2 separate regions of the Hordeum vulgare genome follow, and region 1 is linked to region 2. A link is a contact called in public Hi-C data. All regions are on one chromosome and are shown on one strand. Each heading gives the region's core, a stretch centred on a gene start, on an enhancer-like site or on the middle of the called end of the contact. The rest is flanking DNA. Distances are from core to core; before and after follow the strand shown. Region 1 has its middle 120 kb from the start of LOC123444394. Region 2 holds the start of LOC123444393 (chaperone protein ClpB1-like).

Region 1 (4,511 bases), core at 1,596-4,095, 320 kb after region 2:
CAGAATAAAAAAAGTACCATAACACCAAAGAAAGATTCCAACACCATAAATGATCAAATCAAAAAAGCAACATGACACAATTGGACAAATTCAACATATCCGAGTAGTCGGATTTGAGAGAACACATCTCTCTGGCTCCATGACGTCGCACAAAAAGACAAATTAATTTATTATAAAAAAACAAAACACTAGATGCCGACGAGGACCACAAATTTATTCAATATCCGAGGTCCCAAATCTCTTGGAGGCTTGGCGCCAAGATCGCAAGGGGGCCGAATCTTCCTCTTCCCACGACTGCTAGGGTTCACACTCCTTTCCTTTTTCCAAGTAAAGATTTAACACTAGCATATTTTAAGAAAGTAATGGAGAAGAACCCACTCCCTTATATATGCTACGTTTTTACTTCACGCAATGATATTGACGACTTTCACAGTTAAAATACTTGGTTTTCAGCCTGTCAAATGAGCCAATATGAATGTGATGCATCCCTCTTCTTTCATGCTTCTCAATAATTACCCTCTCCTTATGCGACAGTAGACACGCACGACTATGGCTCACTTGACGCAAGACAAAGGGTAGCCTCGCATGAAAGCTGCAAGAATGGCCCAGCCCAGCAAGGAATAGAGGCCTTCAACACTTTTTCTCTTCCATTTTTTTACATTTTTGCTTTTGTTTTTCACTTTTTTTCTATGTCAAGATATTCATATTTTCTTCTAAGCAACATCTATTTCCCTCTAGGACAGGCAATATCTAAACATATCTATTACTGATAACACATTACATACTGAATTAAAAAACATTGATCACGCAGTTAAAAAACATTAATACAAGTATAAAAAATGTTTCACGTGTATACATTTTTTACAGTATATATTGAAAAAAGTAGACATCGACATATATATGAAACAAAAGATAATCTTGTATTTCAAAAATGTTAAACCTGAATACAATAAATGTTCCTGGTTTATACCAAAAATATATAATGTGTAAGGAACAAGTAGACATTAAAAAAATATAAGTTTTGAAAAATGTTAACCCTGCATTTGGAAAATGCTAAACTTGTATAAACAATGTTCCTTATGCACAAAAAAACTGTACAATATTTATGAGAAAAATAGAAATCGTATATAAATTTTAAAAAAGGTTAATCATGCATTCAAAAATATTAACATGTATAAAAATGCACCAATGTGTATAAAAAATATACATCAAAAACATACGTTCAAAAAAAAATCCTGATTTAGAAACATATTGACCATGTATTTTAAAAACATGTCCAAAACATTGTGTATAAAAAAAGTGTTCATCTTGTAGTTGAGAAATATACAATGTGTATCAAAGGAATCTTTCACGTATACACCAAAAATATATATTGTGCATTGAAAAAATTATATACTATGTGTTAAAGAAAAAGGAAAATGATGAAAACAGACAAAGAAACGTAAATAAAATGGAAATAGAGAGGGACAAAATACAACGGGAAAAAGAGAAGAAAATCAACGTAAAAAATATAAACCAGAGAAAAATCAGGGGAGAATAGGAAACAAAGAAAAGAGGAAACTAGAGGTAAACAGGAAAAGAAAGAAAACACCAGTAAAAACCAAGAATGGTACAAAGAAACCAAAGGAAAATAATAAAAATAACAAGAAACAAAGAAACGCTAGTGATGTTCGAACCAGCAACCTCTAAGGCCTTATTCGGTTAATCCCACCGAGGAAGGGATTGGAGAGGAATGGAGGGGATTGAGGTGGAATTTGACTTGTAGGGGATTTAATTCCTCCCAATCCCTTCCAAACCCCTCCTGTTTTAAAGAAACCGAACAAGGCCTAAGAGATATTCTAGTGTTGCAACCACTCCACCACCGCAACGGTATGTGATAGAAATGAACTTTTCACTTCCTTTATTCTTTATTTTTCCTTTTTATTTTTCCATAGTCTTTTTCCTTTTTTCCTTTTCAATATTCCGTAGAAACGGTTCGTTGAGGTTCTTTTTGAAATATGTAAATTTACTTTCAAAACGATTATTTTAGAAAATTGGATGGAATTATTTTTTAATTGGTAAAATTTTTCCAAATCGATGAATTCTTTGTGAAATTGGTGGACATTTCTGAATATCCGTGAACATAATTAAAATTTGTGAACGTTTTTCTAAATCGATGAACCTTTTTTGAAAATCTGTGAATATATTTTAAAATTTGCGAAGTTTTTTCAAAGTCGATGAACCATTTTTATAAATTGATGAACGTTTTTTTGAAATCGTTGATCTTCTTTTGAAAACAGGTGAACATATTTTAAAATTTGTGAACTTTTTTCAAAATAAATAATTATTTAAAAAATAATTATGATCTTTTATTCTGCAATCGTTGAACTTCTTTTGATAATTGGTGAACATATTCTAAAATTCGTGAACTTTTTTCAAAATCAATGAACTAATATTGAAAATTTATAAACTTTTTTTGAAATCAGTGAACTTTTTTTGAAAATCTGTGAACGTATTTTAAAATTCATGAACTTTTTCAAAATTAGTGAACTCTTTTTTACAAATTTATGAATTGTTTTACCAAATTCGACGATTTTTTCGAATATTGCAAATTTTTGAAAATCCAAGAACATATTCTAAAAATCTGTGAATTGTTTTGCGTATTCATTGAACTTTTTTCAAATGTAATTCAGTGCTTTTTATTTCAATAAAATTTTAATGTACGTTTTGTAATTCACGTTTTACAAAATCAATGAAAAAATTTCAAGACCTGCAGCGGGGCGTCAGGAGATGTTTTATGGGCCGGCCCAGGGAAGGCGCCTGAAGCACGAACCGACGCCTGCAGCGCCGTATAGGAGCTCCCATAGTTTCTCTCGCGTGAAGGATCTTTCCCTCGCGTGGCTACTGGGCAGACCCCGTTTCGCTGGGTTTTTTTCTGGACTGGCTCGCTCGGGAGAAGACACTCCCTCACTCCCTCGCTGGTTTTATAGGTTTTATTCTTATTTATTTCGTGTACTATAATGATTCGACTGGTACGGTTTTCATTAGTTTTTTTATCTTTTCTATTGTGTTCTGTTTATGTTTTTCTTTGTTTTTTATATTTTCTGTGTGTTTCTTACTGTTTTCTTTGGTTTTATTGTTGTTTTCTATTTCTTCCCTTTTATGCGTTTTTCCTTAAATGTTTGTTTTGTTTCCATTATTTTTATCTGCGATTTGCTAATGAATAAAACGTTCTTTCCGACTTTTTTTCTTTCTTTTGTCTTTGTGTTTTATTTACCGCTCTCTTCTAGATCTTCGGCGTTCTGATTTTTTTTTTTGTTTTAGTTATTTATTTCGGTTTGGTTTCTATGGTTTTTCTCTTCTCTTACTTTTTTGTGTTTCTTCTTAAAGTTGTCTTCGATATTTTTCTTTATATATTTTGCTGTGTTTTTCTTTACATATATGTTTCGTAACTAGGAAAACCCTGGTGCATTTGGACTTCCGACTTCATTGTAGCCTTTTTATTTTGATGGTAACTCCATTGTAGCCTAAGTAGGTAGACGCACCAGTAGGTCCTAAAAAAATTGTAAACAAGCGAAATGTTTTTTTATACACATGTAACATTTTTTAAAAATATATTTATTAATATATTATTTTTCCATACACGTTGTAAAATTTTCATATGCTTCGAGAACACTTTTTATATGCGTTTAATATATTTCAAATACATGATTAACATTTCTTTCAAATATATGTTTTGATGTCTATACATATTATACATTTCTTGTATAGACATGAATCCTTTATTTATACATGTTTAACATATCAAATGCACATTAACATTCTTTTCAAATGTATGTTTTGATATCCACCTTTTTCAAACACACTTTACACTTTTGTATGCATCAAAAATAATTTTGGAAGAAGGCCCATATCACAATCCCAAGTTTGTTCCTCAAGAGGAGAAGTATGATCCTACTCCTTCCAAGGGAACAAGCTCTCAAGATGGCCTTCTATCACAAGACCACAAGGGCAAGGGAAAGATTTAAGAGGAGATTGACTCATTTGAGGAAGAACCTCATGCCAAGGTCGAGTGGGTTTCCAAGGACAGTTCTAGCACTACCTCATCTAGTGCTACCACAACACCAAGGATTCCATCAAGGTGATGTGGGTCCCCAAGAGGAAGAACTGGAAAGTTCTTTGAGGGGTGAGTCCGCCAATGAAATTCACTCTTATTCACTTTGGCAAGAATTATATGCAATCAACCTCAACCATATGCATTAGTTCAAGGAGTCACATATTTCCTCAAAGGTGAGCAAATGACAATGTAATTAATGCATCTTTGGACATAACCTCCCATGTATTTCATTCTATGTCCATAGATATTCTTGCATTTGTTCCTTTTGCTTTGGGACTAACCCATGTAGGTGAGAATAATAAGAAACAACAAGGATTTCTCCCAACTCAAGATGAACTTCATCAACAATGAGCGTACACCACTACTTCACCTACTTGAAGTCTTCTACGACAAAATCCAAGGTTAGTTTATCCCT
Region 2 (4,509 bases), core at 1,560-4,059:
GGGGTGCGCCGGGCCAGGGCAGCAGTGCAACGCCCAGGCGACGCATGTGGGCCCCAGTAGCAAGCTACTGTGGTGGACCCACCCCCACAAAAAATAAATTTAATATCGTTGTGGGCGCTTGGCCCACATATCAGATATTAAACTGATAAGAACAGATACTACACTTGATCTTAGCCAAAAGGCCGAGAAAGGTATGAGTTCCCCTGCCGTCCTGCCTCTTGTTTTATACACCTCTCCCGGCTCGCACCGGTTAGCCCAGGCGAGGTGGGATTAAACCAGCATCACCCGCGCCTGCCCTGTGTGGGATGACGATCGGCGTACTTCTTTTTAGCGCTGGGATCGTGTAGGTGGGCTCTTCTTGACCAAATCTTCCAAGGCCCAACCCTAACGCAGTGGCCTCGCTGTGAGCAAAAGATAAAAGCCCAAACTACACGCTTACCCCTCAGAAAACACACACGCTTTGGAGTGCCCCCTAAAAAAATTTAAAAAAATACACGCTTCGCAGGAACGGGAGAGCAACTGCTCCATCCGTTTCTAAATATTAATTCTTTTAGAGATTTTATTAAATAATATATACGAAGCAAAATGAATGAAATTTATGCTTTCAAATATGTTTATATATGTTCGTATGTAGTCCACTAGTGAAACCTCTTGAAAGACTTATATTTAAGAATGAAGAGAGTAGTTGAGAAACACTCCTTTCGAAGCCTCCAAACGACCATTCCCACATGCCATCGCTTGACGCGTTCTCAGTCGTCGTCATGTGTCGCGTTCTGAGCGTTTTTTATTTTATTTTATTTTATTTTCCCCGCCAGCATTTTTTGGCTTTTTGAGTGATTATTTTGGTGTTTCGGTTTTTCAAATGTCTTTCTTAGCTTTTTGACGAAAAAAATCATTTTTTTGCATGGAAAAATGTATTTTCTGTTTTTTTCATGATTTTACTTGAAACGAAAAAAAAGTTTTTTATTTTTTTAGTGACACAGTTTTTGCCTTCGTGAGAGGCACGGCTGCGCCACTTGAAGAAGAAAAAAAACACATTTTTTGGTTTTTTTGTGAGAGCCACGTTTTTGCTTCCGCGGAAGGGTCATGCCTTCCGGAAAGGAAAAAAATCACAGGTTTTTGTTGGTTTTTTGCAAGACGCACGGGTTGGTCCCGCGAAAGACACGTTTTTGCCTTCTTGAGAGGCACGGCGCCGTCCCTCTCAGAAAGGAAAAAAAATGTTTTTTATTTATTTTTCTATCACGAGAGGCACGTTTTTCCGTCGTTTTTTTCGTAAAAAAAGATTGTCAAAAACTATAAACATGAGATATAGTTTTGAAGATGTCGACGCGGGAAACCCAACGATGAAAACGATTCGAGATTTCAAGTCATATGAAGATGTGTTGGCTTGAAGAGCCGCCATGGCTAGACAGGTCTGACAAGGCGTACCACTGCGCGGGAGAGAGAGAGAAAGTGCTGAAGACTTTGGCCGGGTCTGAACAGCGGTACAACCAGTCATGATGTGCCATTGCCATCGTGGCGCTGTTGTGAGACGTTCCACCGTACCGCCGAAGCGCATCACGGCATCCAAGGGGGACGTAACAGCCATCGATGAATTTCCATGATTTAGCATCGTTTGGTATCCTCTCTCGCGGCTGGGTCAGGAGGTTTGCGCTCCAGACGATGAGCAATAATTGAGCTGGATGTCTCCTTCATGCGACGACCGAGCAACGAACTTTCAGTTCTAAAAAGAAACAACGAGCTTTCACAAATAAAAAAGCAAGCAACACGTAGAATACTTGATATTTTTTGTTTTTCGTTTCTCTATGATTTTTTGTATAAGTGTTCACCTCACATTAAAAAAAATTCATGGAAGTCTGTGTGCATGGGTTTAAAACAAAGTTCATGCAATTTAAGGAAATGTCCCTGAGATTTACAAAATGTTCTAACGTTTTAAAATATGTTCATCACATTTTTCTAAATATTGTTTATTTAAAAAAGACTCCATGTAATTTGTAAATAATATCCTACCATTCAAAAGATTGCTCACAACATTTCAAAAAACTTCACAAGTTTAAATATATGTTTATGATATAGTATTATTTAAAATGTTCATGAAATATTAAATTTAGTTTGTGAAATTTAATAAAAATATTTATAACATATAAAAACAATTGTGCCATTTGAAAAAAAAAATGTTGGTAACAATTAAAATAGTTGCCATCCGTTTTTTAAATCATGACATTATTGAAAAGTATTCAACTCATGTTAAAAAATATTCAGCGTGTATTTGGAAATATATTCAATATGCATTTGAGTAATATTCAACATGTTTTTGGATAAATGTTTAATGTTTGTTTGAAAAACGTTGAATGTGTATTTGAAATTTTTAACCCATATATAGAAAATGTTAAACATGCATTCAACAAAAGTCGACATGTATTTAAGAAACAGAAAAAATGAATAAGAAATAAAGAAGAACCAGATGGAAATCGTAAAACTGGTAGAGACAAATACAAAAAGGAAGAATAACTAAGAAAACATGTTGTATTATACCAATGATTTTGATTGGTTGCATTTACGTAAAAGATAGGTTTTATGATTTGCACTAGTATAACATAATGCAACGAGCAGATAGGCCCTTACAAACATTGAAGTATATAGAACTACCAAACCTTTTTATAACGCGATACGAGAATGGACTACTTTTCTCCCTAATTTTATATTAATTCGTAGGGTAGCACGGACATTTTACTAGTGAGAGTAGAGATATGAGTAGAGATAATGGTGTAAAGACTCCCCCCCAAAAAGCCATGAAATTGGAACCAACGGTCGAGATACAGGTTAAGAAAAAGGAGACCAACGCTCGGGATAACGCGCACGGTTTCAGGTTTTCCAAAGAAACGGTTGCACACTAGAATGTTCTGGGACGTTCCTGTCCCCCCTAACTCGCCGCCTTCCGGCCCGCTTCCACGCCGTTCTAGACCTCCGACGAACTCTCGCCTCCTGCCTCTTATTACCCATCCCATCTCCGATCCCCCTCGGCAATTTCCGACGAGAAAAAGACACCAAGGCGAATCTTCGAACCCACAAATCCCTCCCAATCACCATTGCCAGTTTTGTCGCAGTTAATCCGTAGCTCGCAGAAGCGGAAACCATGAATCCCGACAAGTTCACGCACAAGACCAATGAGGCGCTCGCGGCGGCGCACGAGATGGCGTCCGAGGCCGGCCACGCGCAGCTCACGCCGCTGCACCTCGCCGCCGCGCTCGCGGCGGACAGGTCGGGCATCCTCCGCCAGGCCATTGCCCACGCGTCCGGCGGCAACGACGCCGCGGTCGAGTCGTTCGAGCGCGTCGCGTCCACCGCGCTCAAGAGGCTGCCCTCGCAGTCCCCGCCGCCCGACACCGTCCCGGCGTCCACCTCGCTGGTCAAGGCCGTCCGCCGCGCGCAGTCGGCGCAGAAGTCTCGAGGCGACTCGCACCTCGCCGTCGACCAGCTGATCGTGGGCCTCCTCGAGGACCCTCAGATCTCGGACGCGCTCAAGGAGGCCGGCGCCTCCGCGGCGCGGGTGAAGGCCGAGGTCGAGAAGCTCCGTGGCGGCGACAACCGGCGCGTGGAGTCCGCGTCGGGGGACACCAACTTCCAGGCCCTCAAGACGTACGGCCGCGACCTCGTGGAGGTGGCGGGCAAGCTGGACCCGGTCATCGGTCGCGACGAGGAGATCCGGCGCGTGGTGCGGATCCTGTCGCGGCGCACCAAGAACAACCCCGTCCTCATCGGCGAGCCCGGCGTGGGCAAGACCGCCGTGGTGGAGGGGCTCGCGCAGCGCGTCGTGCGCGGCGACGTCCCCAGCAACCTCCTGGACGTGCGCCTGGTGGCGCTCGACATGGGCGCGCTCGTGGCCGGCGCCAAGTACCGCGGCGAGTTCGAGGAGCGGCTCAAGGCCGTGCTCAAGGAGGTGGAGGAGGCCGAGGGGAAGGTGATACTGTTCATCGACGAGATACACCTGGTGCTCGGCGCCGGGCGGACGGAGGGTTCCATGGACGCGGCCAACCTGTTCAAGCCGATGCTCGCGAGGGGGCAGCTCAGGTGCATTGGCGCCACGACCCTCGAGGAGTACAGGAAGTATGTCGAGAAGGACGCGGCGTTCGAGAGGCGGTTCCAGCAGGTGTTGGTGGCGGAGCCCAGCGTCCCCGACACCGTCAGCATACTCAGAGGGCTCAAGGAGAAGTACGAGGGCCACCATGGCGTGAGGATTCAGGACCGCGCGCTCGTCGTCGCCGCGCAGCTCTCGGCGAGGTACATCATGGGTAAGTGCCCTCCCTGTTCTTGCAAACCAATTTACTGACATTGTGATTTCTGCGTGGTGAATTTTCAGAGTTTTCGCCTTGATCTCCGGCCATAAATTGACGATGTTTTTGGTTTTGTTGCAGGCCGTCATCTGCCTGATAAAGCAATCGATTTGGTTGACGAGGCCTGCGCAAATGTGAGGGTGCAGCTTGACAGCCAGCCTGAAGAGATCGATAA

The links. A called contact is a pair of places that touch in the nucleus more often than the background predicts.
Region 1: a contact with region 2 is called in a Hi-C map of leaf, with 4 times the contacts expected there. The contact joins the enhancer-like site here to the promoter of LOC123444393 in region 2. A contact is called at or near these places in 3 of 6 Hi-C or Micro-C datasets (all in leaf).

The regions. Positions count from the first base shown.
Region 1 is chr3H:483,457,791-483,462,301 of MorexV3_pseudomolecules_assembly, forward strand. No RefSeq gene overlaps it. Among protein-coding and RNA genes, the nearest start is that of LOC123444394, 120 kb to the right of the region's middle. Within about 2 kb of position 2,846, at least 2 of the 3 cell types and tissues checked have open chromatin away from gene starts, as enhancers often do. A contact at or near this core is called in leaf, where this site is marked.
Region 2 is chr3H:483,139,640-483,144,148 of MorexV3_pseudomolecules_assembly, forward strand. LOC123444393 (chaperone protein ClpB1-like) reads left to right here and starts at 2,810. Exons shown (of 7, transcript XM_045121090.1): 1 at 2,810-4,292; 2 at 4,416-4,509. The coding sequence starts at 3,137. LOC123445885 (a small nuclear RNA gene) reads right to left here and starts at 195; the gene lies at 1-195.